Regions from separate parts of the Sus scrofa genome. Here region 2 is linked to region 1. A link is a contact called in public promoter capture Hi-C data. All regions are on one chromosome and are shown on one strand. Each heading gives the region's core, a stretch centred on a gene start, on an enhancer-like site or on the middle of the called end of the contact. The rest is flanking DNA. Distances are from core to core; before and after follow the strand shown. Region 1 holds the start of SKAP2 (src kinase-associated phosphoprotein 2). Region 2 holds the start of CYCS (cytochrome c, somatic).

Region 1 (6,552 bases), core at 1,027-3,526:
TAAATGTTCGTTTTAAGCCAAGTTTGTTATGTAGCAACAGATAACTAATACAATGCCTAAGTATAAATATAATCTTCCTTTCACATGCCTATGAAAGCCAAATAAAGATGAGGCAGAGAAAATACACTGTTTTAGTATACTGTTCGTTTTTCTTCAATGCTCATTTAGATTCTTTAAAAACAAAGCCTGTGGGCAAATACATATTTAGCTAAGCTAAATTTGAAAGATGTGAGGAAGGTGGTTGGGTTATATTTAGTTGTAAGAAAAAATATATGTACACACACACACACACACACACCCCTCCTTTGAACTGAAGGATTTACTTTTGAGAAGACAAATCATGAGATTCTTCCAGAATCGAGTCTCTTCTTTGCAGAACGGTAGGGAAGCTGCTTTCTCTAAGGCTGAGATTTGAAGTTTCATTTATTATTCCTTTTTACCTAATATGACTGGTTTAAAAAATAGAAAGTATGTTTTGATTTCCTTCCTACTTTTTGTCATGGAAACATTTAGAAACGAGAAATAAGAACATATTTCTTCTAGCGCCTCCTTCTCTTTGTGTTTTATAATCAATTTTAGTAACTTTGACAATAAACAGGAAAAATGATAGAGTATACAAAGCATTGCCCACGTGAATCCATCATGAAACTGTGTCCGAGAATGGTTGCCTAAATAGGGGGAATGTGTTTCATACAAAGAGTCCATTTTCTGTTATTACTTTATTTGGACTATGCTATATATTAGATGCTATATATTTTAAGGCAATTTTAATAGTTTCCTGTCTTTCACTAACAAGAATGACTTGTCATGATGAGCAGAGCAGACAGTGTCCATTTGATCCAATCCAAAAAACTGTCTATTCGATACAGTAGTAAATCACCTCAATTCCTTTGTGGAATGAGTGGAGTGTAAATAAATAAATGAGACATGAGAAAAAAATTCTGGTCAATTGTATCAGAAAGAAATAAAAGATAGGAACATTTGGAGGCCTGGTTTAATAAAAAATATGACAAGGAATTGTATGTGATAGCTGTAAAGAGAGGAAGAATCCTTACTAATATAGTATGTCCATAAAGCAGTTTCTCCCTTCTCTAGGAAGGAAGACGATTTTGTCATTTAAGAATAATTATCAATTCTTTGAAGTTGGAGGATCTATGTTGTAAGATGACTCTTATTCACTTTTACCTCCAGCAAAAAGAATTCAGATTTTCAGCACTTCTTCTAATATTTCTAAAACTGAGTAGGAAGTTCAGATTCCATTTTAGGCAATAGGTATGTTTGGGGGTGTATTTTTTGTTGTTACTTTGCATTTTTTTACATCAGTGGTGGTAAAATTGTCTTTTATTTTATTTTGAGAGAACTCCAAAATGTTCTCATTCTTCCTTTTGCAATTAGTGTTTGGTGTGGTTCTTAGAGAATTATACTAAAATGACTTGCATGTGACTACTTAATTTTTTTACTATTTTACTGTCTGACATTTTCGGTATGAAATATTAATAGAGCCATTACTCTGTGTCAGGTTTTGGGTTCCAGGTGGGGATGAAAGGCAAGTTATAACAAATTTTGTGTTCTGTAGGAGCTGGAAAGTAGTAAAGTGATTCTCAACATCAAATTCCAGGATGTCTAGCATCAGAATCACATTCAGGGCTTGTTTAAAATGCAATCAAGTCTCACGCTAAACAGCTAGAAAGCAGAATTTCTAGAAGTGGGACTTTGGGATCTGCACTGTAATAGTTTCCCTCTGAATTTAATGAAAACTAAAATTTAGTGAGGGTTGAAGGATAGAAGAATAAACAATTTACGTTGCGACTGGCGCTACAATACAATCTTCAAAGCACAATAGTAGCATCTAGGAAGGACCATTGCCATGGCAGTTTTTACCTAAAGAAAAAAAATTCCCTACACACACACACACACACACACACACACACACACACACACACACACAGACTTTCTGGGGTTTTTAGAAAAATCCGGTAAGAAGATTTAGAGAGGAGACAATAAGTATTTGTTGATTAAACGATCAGCTTGGAGGGAACAGATACTATAATTCTGTTCCAATATTCTTTTTGATGCTTATAGGTGGACAGTGGTACCTATCTCTGTTCAGCTTTTTGTCCTGAGAGCTCTCTCCTGCTCGTAGCGAGGGCAATCGGTCCTCCCAAGCGTCTGAACCAGGTAGGAAAGAGTGTAAGAGCCAATCGGAGCGCTCTCCGGCGCCGCTCCCGGCCGGCTTCCTCCGGGAGGACTGGCGGAAGAAGGGACTCTCTTACCGTCATTCAGTCAGACAAAGACGACCACAGGGGTTTAGGGAGGTCGAAAACTTCAGGTGGGGCACTATGCGAGGTTTTAAACCTCGGCGGAGCTGATGAAAGGCCAGTAAGTCTCTTAACCGGGAAACCCGGAGGCCCTTTCGGCACCTTATTTTCCGGGATCGTGGAGAAACGGCCCGCAGTCGTGGCGGTGCCAGGGACCAAAATGGCGGCGCGGCGCTTCAGCCCCCGGGTCAGGTGACGCAGCCCCAGGCCGCTCGCTTCCCACCAGCCGCTGCTCCTCCCTCGTCCCCTCGTAGGGGCGGGTGTGGCCTGACCGCGGACTCTTTTCGGAGGCGAGGCGCACCGAGGGACACACATGCGCAGTCAGGGTCCCTTCGGGCCACCGCCCCGCCCATCGCCCCGCCCCGAAGTGCCGGGCGGGGCTGGGCCAAGAGTCCAGCCGCTGTGGCCAGGACTTCAGCGACTTCCTTGTTGTGAGCCTTCGCCCGGCAGTGTCCGGACTGGTAGGCACGCCGTCCTTACAGGGATCGCTAGCCCGAGTCTAGGTCGCAGCCACAACCCCAGCCCGTTTCAGCACAGGTCCTTCCCCCGCACGCTCCGCGCTCCCTGACATGCCCAACCCCAGCAGCACCTCCTCTCCCTACCCCCTCCCCGAGGAAATTAGGAACCTGTTGGCAGGTAAAAAGCGGGAAGGGGGCGGGTAACGCGGCGGGGGCGGGGGGACGGCGAGCCGATGGGGACAGAAGCGTTCAGCGTCTCTCCTCTTCCCTGCCCGCGCTCACCTCTTCTGGCCATTGGGAGCGGGACTGGGAGGGGGCAAGTGGGGTCTGAGAAGGAGAGTGGGCGTGCGTGTTGAAATTTGGTTCGAGGATGGTGGCGAAGCCCTGCTTGGTGGGCTACACTAAGGCGATCAGGGCAGTTCTTTGTGTGTGTGTGTGTGTATGTGTGAGTGTGAGTGTGTGTGAGAGAGAGAGAGGAGGGAGGTGAGAGATCAAAGAACTAATTCTTTGGTCGCTGGACCGATGAGGAGAAAGAGATTTCTGAGCTACAGGCGTTAGGAGTTAGGGGTTATGGGACCACAGGGTTTGTCATTTCTAAAACTCCCATCTTTCTTGAACATTCAGTCTACTCATATTTGAGCTTTTCAAAGAGGGCCTGACTTTCAAATAGCCACTTGTCTTCAGCCTGAGTAACATGTTAAAACAAAAAAGGAAGGATGTGTTAAAGTCCAACTTCCTGTGTCACACGACGAAAGTACAGTACTTCATCTTTGCACCCTCATCTTCCCCTTTTCAGTTTTAAATGAACGTTTATGGGAATTTAGGAATTAAAGGTACACTTTCAAGGCTATTATGAATACACTACTAGTTCTTTAATGTACTAGATATGGAGATGTGTATTTTCAGTAAGGGGCAATAAAAATTTGTATTTCTGCATGAGGTAGAAAAATACATCTTTATTTAGAGTAGCACAGATGTTACCTATTCTGATGCTCTGGAATTCTTCCCATTATTCACTTTGTCGTGCTTACATCAGAATTATGACTACTGAATTTGGATCGTTTTACTCTTGCTTAGTTGTCTTAAGTATCTTTCAGTATTGGTCCTGAACAACTGGATTAAAAGAGTTTCTCTTAGATGCCTTTGTTACAAGTTGCTTATTTTAACTCTTAAAGGAGTATTTAAAATGTGACATTTTAAGTGGTGAGTTACTATTATAGCACTGTGAGACCAAATCTCCTAAAATGCTGGTGGTTAATGTCATGAATATAATAGAGAAAATAAAACTGATAATGTATGAATGCAAACTTAATGTTTGTGTGAGCATGACTGCAGTGTCATGAATGCATTTGTAGTGGGATAGTGTTTTACTCCGAGAAATGCTTGTTGTCATTAATGGGTCCCACTAAGGGAAATATTGAAAGACTGTGAAGACTGAGTTAAGGCAGTTTTTATTCCATTCTATGAGAGTTTCAAATGAATGCTGATTTTGTCTTACTACAGTTAACATTTGTGTTGTTACAATGCTGGAGGCTCCTTGCTTAGAATATTATTTCAGTTGCTGGTCAGAGAACTGTTTATCATACCTCCAAAAATAGATGTCACCATTTTCAGGATATTCTAGGTCTGAATTTTTGCGTTTAAGAAGTATAGATCTCTGGGTGCATGCTTTTAAAGCATGATAGCTCCACAGTAGACAGCTTGCTATCTGGGTCCACAGTCATACATTTGCAGATACCATGATATATAGGTTATGAGACTCTTTATTCTCTCCTCACCATAGATTACAAGTATTTCATGTAGCCCTTATTTGTATAATGTAATTGAGAGCTCAGAATACATACTATTTAAATTATCTGCCATTGCTAACGTCCTGTATACTTTAGCCATTATGTCTCTCTCTTTAGCCAGATAATATACTTCATGATATCTGAAATCAGTGTTTTAAAGATCTTACTGACATTTTCAGTATTTCACATTGTTGACGTGAATCACATATTAAAACATTAAGTATTAAAAACAAATATTAAAATGCTAAAAATTTGATGATTATCCATTTGGCTTATACTTTATTTTCAGAGGATATTTTCAAGAAGTATGGCTCTGAGGAAATATAAATATACACGAGGTATATTTTAAAGAAATGAAACAAGTGAGCCAATGTTTTGGAGTTTGCCTTTTAAACTAATTATTCAAAGAAGTTGTTAACATTTTTTGGTTGACTGTAATTAAAGTTTTTGTTGAGGTAGGGAGGGTTTCAAGAATAAATGCTCTCATCAGGTTTTTTTTTTCCCACTTTTTTTTTTTTAATCCAATAAGTTCTGCTGGTTTGTGCATGATCACTTGCATTGCTCTAGTGCTTGAGTAATAGGACATGTTTAGGTTTAAAATTACTAAAACCACAGAGGAACAATTGGTATTGGGTTGAACTTTAGAGAGATTGCTGACTTACCTAGTTCTTTCTTTGCAACTAGGAAGGAGATACTGGCAATGTTTTTTTTTTTTTTTTAAACACATAAGACTTTACAATTATATTGTTTGTTAGTTGCAAATATAAAAAGATTGTAAACACCCCCAATTAACAGTTTTTCTTGTGGGAAAAAGTGGAGACTTTATAAGAGTAAATGGCTACAGTTGTCTTCTTTATCCTTGGCAGTTGGCAGTGGTGGTTGTAGCTACCAGTTGAGCGCTCCTAGAATGCACGCATAGCACTCTGCTGGAATCCCAAGGCAGAGAAGATAAGGAACTAAACTTTTCAGGCGTTTAAAATCCCTTTGCCTTCAGAAAAGAAAAACAAAGTCAAAAGATAATGCCTATCAAAGATATGTTGTTTGCATGTTTTCCCTTCGTGTTCCATGAGCCCCTTATCCAAGTCATTATGTCATATGTGTTAAATGTTTTGACATTTCAACTGCTTTGATAGAGGTAGGTGCTCAAAAGTATTCTTATCAATTTGTTATTTTCTTTCTCATTTTTTCTTCTGGTTATAGCAATTTTAGGCTTTCTATTCAATATCTGTTCTTCCCTCCTCTGATTCCTTCCCTTTCAAAAACTTTCTGTGGACACGCAGAAACCCATAGTTATCATTCTTAACTCCCATTTAATGATGCTCTTGAAAAAGTAGCTGTATAACTTGGAGGTTAGTTATTTATATTTCTGTGGAAGCAGTATATTAAATCTTGAAAGCCTATACTTTTTATTAAAAGTGGTGATTTTTTTTTGTTCCATGAATAGAAAAAAGTTTATAGATTTGTTATTAAAAGCAAATTGGGACTTTCCATATGACTTACAGGCAACCTTTAATATTTTTTCCATAACAATGGAAGAACAGGTTTGGCTTAGACAATTCGAATCAAAGCGTAATCCCAAATCTTGTCCATTTAATCTTCTCCACATCCAAATATTTTGACTAGGATTAACAGCAAGAATAGTCTTGATTTATGTTTTTCCTTTAGGCAGGCAAGAAAGTGAAAGGAATTACAATCCCCCCCCCCATTTGTTTAATCTCCCTTTGAGTACTGGAGTGTTTGTGGTTTGCAGTCAGATATTCTCATTCACTTGTTTTAGGACAACATATTTAAAAAGGAAAACTGTAAGAAGATGTTAGTTTCTTTTTATTATGCTAGAAAATGAAACCAATGTTGAAAGAAAAAAAATGGTGGTTGTCAGTATGTACTCTGAGAAATCAAAACCAAACCAAACAAACAATTAACAGAGTGGCTGTATGGTTTCTGCAGAGTGACCCTGAGAGTTTATTCACGTGGTGGTCTTGATTA
Region 2 (6,552 bases), core at 2,908-5,407, 1.5 Mb after region 1:
TAGTTTGCATCTGCTAGCCCCACTCCCAATCCATTCCTCTCCGCACTCCCTCAGCAACCATAAGTGCTTTCTCTATGTCTGTAAGTTTATTTCTGTTTTGTAGATAAGTTCATCTGTGTCATATTTTAGATTCCACATACAAATGATATCATATGGTATCTGTCGTTCTTTTTCTGACTTAATTCACTTAGTATGATAATCTCTAGGTCCATCCGTTTTGCTGCAAATGGCACTATTTTATTCTTATGGCTGAGTAGTAGTCCGTTGTACATATGTACCACGTTTTCTTTATCCATTCATCTGTTGATGGACACTTATGTCTTGGCTGTTGTAAACAGTGCTGCTGTGAACATAAGGATGCATGCATCTTTTCGAATTATATTTGTCACGATATATGCCTAGGAGTGGGCTTGCGGGATCGTATAGCAATTCTGTTGTTTTGTTTTGTTTTTTGTCTTTGTAGGGCCATACCCATGGCATATGGAGGTTCCCAGGCTAGAGGTCAAACTGCAGTTGCAGCCACCATCCTACACCACAGCCACAGCAACATCCCATCCGAGTCTGCGACCTACACCACAGCTCAGGCCAATGGCGGGGATGGCAGTGCCCACTGAGCAAGACCAGGGATGGAACCCGTGTCCTCATGGATACTAGTCAGGTTTGTTTCTGCTGCACAATGACAGGAACTCATAAGGTATTTTTTTAATAACAGTTATACCCCTTACCAGCCACTGCTCTAGGAAAAGATGGAGGTAGCGAAAAGATACATGAACAGGAAACAGAGCAACATGCAGATTATTGTTCTCCTCAAGTAATTTTCTCAGGTATCTTGAATATACTGTAAGCATTATGAGTCTCTTTGGAACCTGAATACACAGATGTTAAGCACAAAATTTATGGTATCAGCTTTACTAAATGATGTGGCAGGTTTTCTTTTTTGCTCTTGTTCTTTCTTCTCATCTTCCCATTACTTTCAATAACAAGATTCTGTATCCACAATTTCCTTAGTGAAAAGTACTAAGAGCTTCTAGTTTTCTATTCTCCCCCCCATGGGAATAAATCTAAAATGTCAATTCACTAGGCCAGCTGATTTACAGCTACTTCTACATCATCTGTAGTGTCAGCACAATGCTGATACTCCCCATCATTCAAATGAACAAAGACTAGTAACTTCTGTTACCACAAACGCGGAAGACCAAGTATTCCTTCAGTGAGTTTCGGTGGCAACATCAGGACTTGCCCCCAAAAGTACAGGCTGCATTTGCAAGGTGTTGCCAAGCTTGGTCTTTCAAAAACTTGGCTAGCTAGCCAGATGTGCCTACTGCAGTAGTACCCTTAAATGCTATCCTGATGCCCTTCAAAAGCCGCAAAAGGTCTTGGATACGTACTGTGACTTCTGCTCTGTTTTACAGCACACGTCTGTGGCAGTAGTGTGAGTGATGAGAGGGAGATGGGAAATCCAGACACAGAAAAATAACAACAACAACAACAAATAACCTCCTCCTTTGGAGAGAGAGATGTTCTGGAGCAGATATCATAGACTCTGTGGTTTGGGAGGGATCTGGGATAATCTAAATTAACCTCTTAGCGGTCCGTCTGTGGGTGCCATCATGGCGGATGCGGCCAGTCAGGTGCTCCTGGGCTCCGGTCTCACCATCCTGTCCCAGCCGCTCATCCAGGTGGGATATGAGTCTCTTCCTCCAACAATAGGACGAAATATTTTTGGCGGCAAGTATGTCAGCTTCCTGGCCTCTTTTGTTATGCTCAGCACATTGCCAGCATCGATGGGAAGAAGCGTGGATTGTTCACAGGCTTAACTCCAAGACTATGTTCATGGGTCCTTGGAACTGTGGTCCATGGTAAAGTTTTACAGCATTACCAGGAGTGCGACAAGGTTGAGGAGACAGGATCTGGAAATGTACAGAAAGAAGTTTCATCCTCCTTTGACTGAGTTATCAAGGAGACAGCTCGAGAGATGATGGCTCGTTCTGCTGCTACTCTCATCACACATCCCCTCCACGTGATCACTTTGAGATCTATGGTACAATTCATTGGCAGAGAGTCCAAGTACTGTGGACTTTGTGACTCCATGGTAACTATCTATCGGGAAGAGGGCATCCTAGGATATTTTGCAGGTCTTATTCCTCGCCTCCTAGGTGACATCATTTCCTTGTGGCTCTTTAACTCACTGGCCTACCTCATCAGTACCTATGCACTGGACAGTGGGGTTTCCACCATGAATGAAATTAGCTATTCCCAAGCTGTCACAGGATTTTTTGCCAGTATGTTGATGTATCCTTTTGTGCTTGTCTCTCACCTTATGGCTGTCAGCAACTGTGGGCTTGCTGGTGGACCCCCTCCTATTCCCCAATATATACTTCTTGGATAGATTGTTGGTGCATGCTACAAAAAGAGGGAAATATGAGCAAAGGAAATAGCTTGTTTTTCTGGAAGGTCCCCTTTGGGAAGACTTATTGTGACCTGAGAATGTTAATTTGAAGATGTGGGGCAGGGACAGTGACATTTCTATAGTCCCAGATGCACAGAATTATGGGAGAGAATGTTGATTTCTATACAGTGTGGTGCGCTTTTTAATCATTTAATCTTTGGAAAATGAAATTAATTAATTAATGAATTAACCTCTTAGCAGCTATTGCTGAATTCAGAGGTAGGAGGAAGGATGCTAGAATGTAAGCTCCACCAGAGAAACATTTTTCACTGATTTATTCCAAGTTCCTAGAAAGTGTCCAGCACATGATATGCATTCAATAAACCCTTGAATGAATGAATTCAGCAGCGCTTGACAGAACAGGGAAAAGAAGGAAAAATCAATTAGAATTCTGGGGCTAAACTGAGGGACAAGGAAGTTGAGAAACTTCTCAGTGACAAAACTGTGTATCTCAGGAAGGAGAGCTAGAAGTATAATTACTGGAAGTTATGGTGATCAAACCTACACTTCTAGGAGTTCCCATGGAGGTTCAGCAGTAAAGAGCCTGACTAGTATCCAAGAGCATGCAGGTTCCATCCCCGGCCTGCCTCAATGGATTAAGGATCCTGCATTGCCGTGAGCTGTGGTGTAGATCACAGACTCGGGTAGGATCTGGCATGGCTGTGGCGCAGGCCAGCAGCTTCATCTCTGATTCGACCCCTAGCCTGGGAACCTCCACATGTCTGGGGTGCGGCCCTAAAAAGACAAAAAACAAACAAAAACAAAAAACCCTACATTTCTAATATGACCCCAAGCTCATTGGCTTACTTGAACATGATCTTCATTTAGGTTAGATGGGATGTAAATTCTCTCTAGATTCCCCGAAATTCTCTAACTATGTAAAAATATTTCTTCCTGGATGCTGCTTGCACACACTCCTTGCTCTTTCTACACACAAATGACAGGAGGGAAGGGCTGGCAGAAAGAAGCCGGAAGGTAAGGGACCAGAGCTACAACCCAGGCAGCTCTAACACCGCAACTGCAGCACCTGTCCCAGTCTTCGGGCGTCCGTAAAGGAAAGGGAGATCTGTAAGATGACTTTAAGTCACAAAGTGGAGGAGAAACAAGAACAAGGTCAGGAGCTCATGTCCAACTCTCACAACTCTGGTTGCAGGCTATCCCTCTGGGGTGCCCCTGGCGCCAGCCGCGGAAATACGATCAAGTCTGGGTAAAGGTGGCCAGCTAAGGGAATGACAGCCAGGGGAGCTCTAGGTGTGTCCAAGTTGGACTGTCTCCCTCCAGGCAGGCAAAACGTGCCGCTCAAAGAGCATTACGTCAACCAGAACAACCCGGTTACCCCGGCCGCATTCCGCCCTCAATCCACTACTCCATTCCGCCCCACCCTCCCCGTCATCACACGCAAGCACACAAGAGGTCAGAGAGCGATGCCCGCCCTTCCCGGCACAACCTCGGTGTCGCACCTCTAACGGCCTGTCGTAAATACCCGGCAAGAGAGGCCCCGACAGGAAGGGCACGCACGCGGTACACCCTACCCTGCTAGCCGGCGTGCGCGCGCAGATCTCCGAAGCCGGCCCTAGAGACCGGGGCCAATGAGGCGCGGTGACGTCACTGCGTATCAGTCCGCCGGGCCGCACGTGGAGCCGCCAGAGGGCGGAGCTAGTTCGGTTGCACCAACGCCGGTACATAGGCGCGGACCGGCGTGTCCTTGGACCCAGAAAGCGGGACGTCCGGCCTGCGAGTGGTGGCTTGTCTGTTGAGCTCGGCGAAAGAACGGTGAGCCCTGGGTGCGGAGGCCACAGCGGGCGGGAAGCCAAGCCTTGAGGGCGCGCGCTTGCGAGGGCTGCGCGCGGGCGAACTGAGGCCGGGCGGGCCGGGAGTGGCGGCCCCGGACTGCGCCCGGCCACGAGCGGGTGGTCTCCGCTTTGAGCAGGGCCAGGACCCAGCTAGGTAATGGCGTGGTCTGGTCAAGGTCCTGAACGTTTAAAGATGACTTGGTTGTGAACCGTTGCGAGATGCTGGCCCTCGGGACGTCGGGGCTGTGGCAGTGACTGACAAGACTTCCTCCCGAGGGAGGGCGGGGGTGAGGGTGCTGCGCGCGGCGCCTCACGTCTGCTTTCCAAGAGAGCCAACTGCTTTTCCAGTAAATCTTCTTCTTCTGGCCACCTGTTGCGTTTCCTCTTCACCTGTTCAGGCACCTGGGAGACGTAGGTTTCATCCCAGTCTCCTTCAACCCGGCCTGGGTGAATGATCTCGTGGTCGCCCCTGAGACCCCAGGGACGGGGGACCTCGAAGCTTGCTGCTGCCCTCCCAACCCACAGCAAGGCGAAAGTTGGAATTTTTGGTGGTTTGGGTTTAATGTAATCACAGTTCAGCTTAATTAGCTTTGTGACTTTTTGTGACCTTGACCTCATCTTTTGGAATAGTTTTGAACTAGCATCCCACTTTGCTTGCTTGGGCTGTAACTTTTTCGAAGTTCTTCCAAATAGCGTTTTTGCTATAAAAAGTTTTTTCTGTTAAAGAGTCTATTGCAAGTGTAGCGAGTAAAGCATGGTTCAGCCTGGTACTTAGTGTAATAAGTTTGCAATGAATAAGTGACTGGAGTTGATCATTTGTTTCCACTGTATTTTTACTTGCAGAAAAATTAATAAGCTGAGTCTTTCATTTCTAGATTTTAAAATGGGTGATGTTGAGAAGGGCAAGAAGATTTTTGTTCAGAAGTGTGCCCAGTGCCACACTGTAGAAAAGGGAGGCAAGCACAAGACTGGTCCAAACCTCCATGGTCTCTTTGGGCGGAAGACAGGTCAGGCTCCTGGATTCTCTTACACAGATGCCAACAAGAACAAAGGTAAGAGGGGGACCCTCGTGAACAAACCCGAGCACAAATTGCAGGGATGTAACCTATGGTAAATGAACAGTTTTTTGGGAGTGCGACATACTTAATACTGCATCCGTCCTTGTTTAGGCATCACCTGGGGAGAGGAGACACTGATGGAGTACCTGGAGAATCCCAAGAAGTACATCCCTGGAACAAAAATGATCTTCGCTGGCATTAAGAAGAAGGGAGAAAGGGAAGACTTGATAGCTTATCTGAAAAAAGCTACTAATGAGTAAAAGTTGGCCACCGCCTTATTTATTACAAGACCGACATGTCTCATGACTTTTATATGTGTACCATATTTAAATTGATCTCATACTCTAGAATTCAGATCATGTATGGCTGATGGAATGTTTCTGTTGGATGGTCCTGATTTAAATAAGATTGGTTGGTGGCTAAATGAATATGGTCAGCTGTTTGAATTTTAATATTAATTCTAGTTCAACAAGTACTATCACTGTCTTTCCCTTCTACAGAGATGGTTAAACTTGAATGTGGAGTGTTAAACTTTTCAGGAAAATGGTGAATACCTTCTCAGAACCTATAGGAGATTGGTTTTATATTTAGATTTCTATAACTGGTTATATTAATATATTTAAATACTGAGAAGATCCCTTCACTGTCTCATAGAACAGAGCAAGATTCACCTGTGTTTCAAGTTGTGTTCACTAGCCTGTTAAGGCATGAGCCAATGGTAAACTGACAGTGTCCCCTTTATCTTTTTGGTCTTAACTATGCCAATTTCATTAGAATTACCTGTATCGAAAATACTGCCTTTTACTTACTGAAAGGTATTTTAGCGAGGTTTATGTACAGCATCAAGTAAAGAGTATTTAGCATTTCTCACATTTTATAGATGATCTTTAAGATCAGAGGCTTTTAAAATTCAGTGTGACGAGATATGTTAGCAGACTTTGCAGGTGAATTCTTACAAGGTCAGGCTGTTAGAATGCAGGATTGTCTTTTAAATAGGTAGTCAGAAACACAACTGTAGAACTACCGGATGTGTGTGATTGATAATGGTGCTTTTGCCAACTCATGGAAGGCTTAAAGTAGGGGAGCTGTACCGTCAGCACAGATCTGTAAATTATCTGGTCATAAAGCTTAAGAATTAAAAACAAAATCGCAGATCATGGTTTTTCCTCCGTGCTTGTTTTAATATCATACCAAAATGGTTGAAAAATACAGGAACCCAAAAGAAGCAGCAGCAGTGTTACTAGCCATAGTA

Evidence for each region. Promoter capture Hi-C pulls out the DNA fragments that hold promoters and counts their contacts.
Region 2: a contact with region 1 is called in a promoter capture Hi-C map of liver, with 13 times the contacts expected there. The contact joins the promoter of CYCS here to the promoter of SKAP2 in region 1. A contact is called at or near these places in 1 of 5 promoter capture datasets (liver) and 2 of 47 Hi-C or Micro-C datasets (heart right ventricle and liver).

What each region holds. Positions count from the first base shown.
Region 1 is chr18:45,634,653-45,641,204 of Sscrofa11.1, forward strand. SKAP2 (src kinase-associated phosphoprotein 2) reads left to right here and starts at 2,277. Exons shown (of 15, transcript XR_002340310.1): 1 at 2,277-2,954.
Region 2 is chr18:47,165,764-47,172,315 of Sscrofa11.1, forward strand. CYCS (cytochrome c, somatic) reads left to right here and starts at 4,158. Exons shown (of 3, transcript NM_001129970.1): 1 at 4,158-4,222; 2 at 5,118-5,294; 3 at 5,412-6,449. The coding sequence starts at 5,126. The coding sequence ends at 5,560. It also overlaps the pseudogene LOC102165713.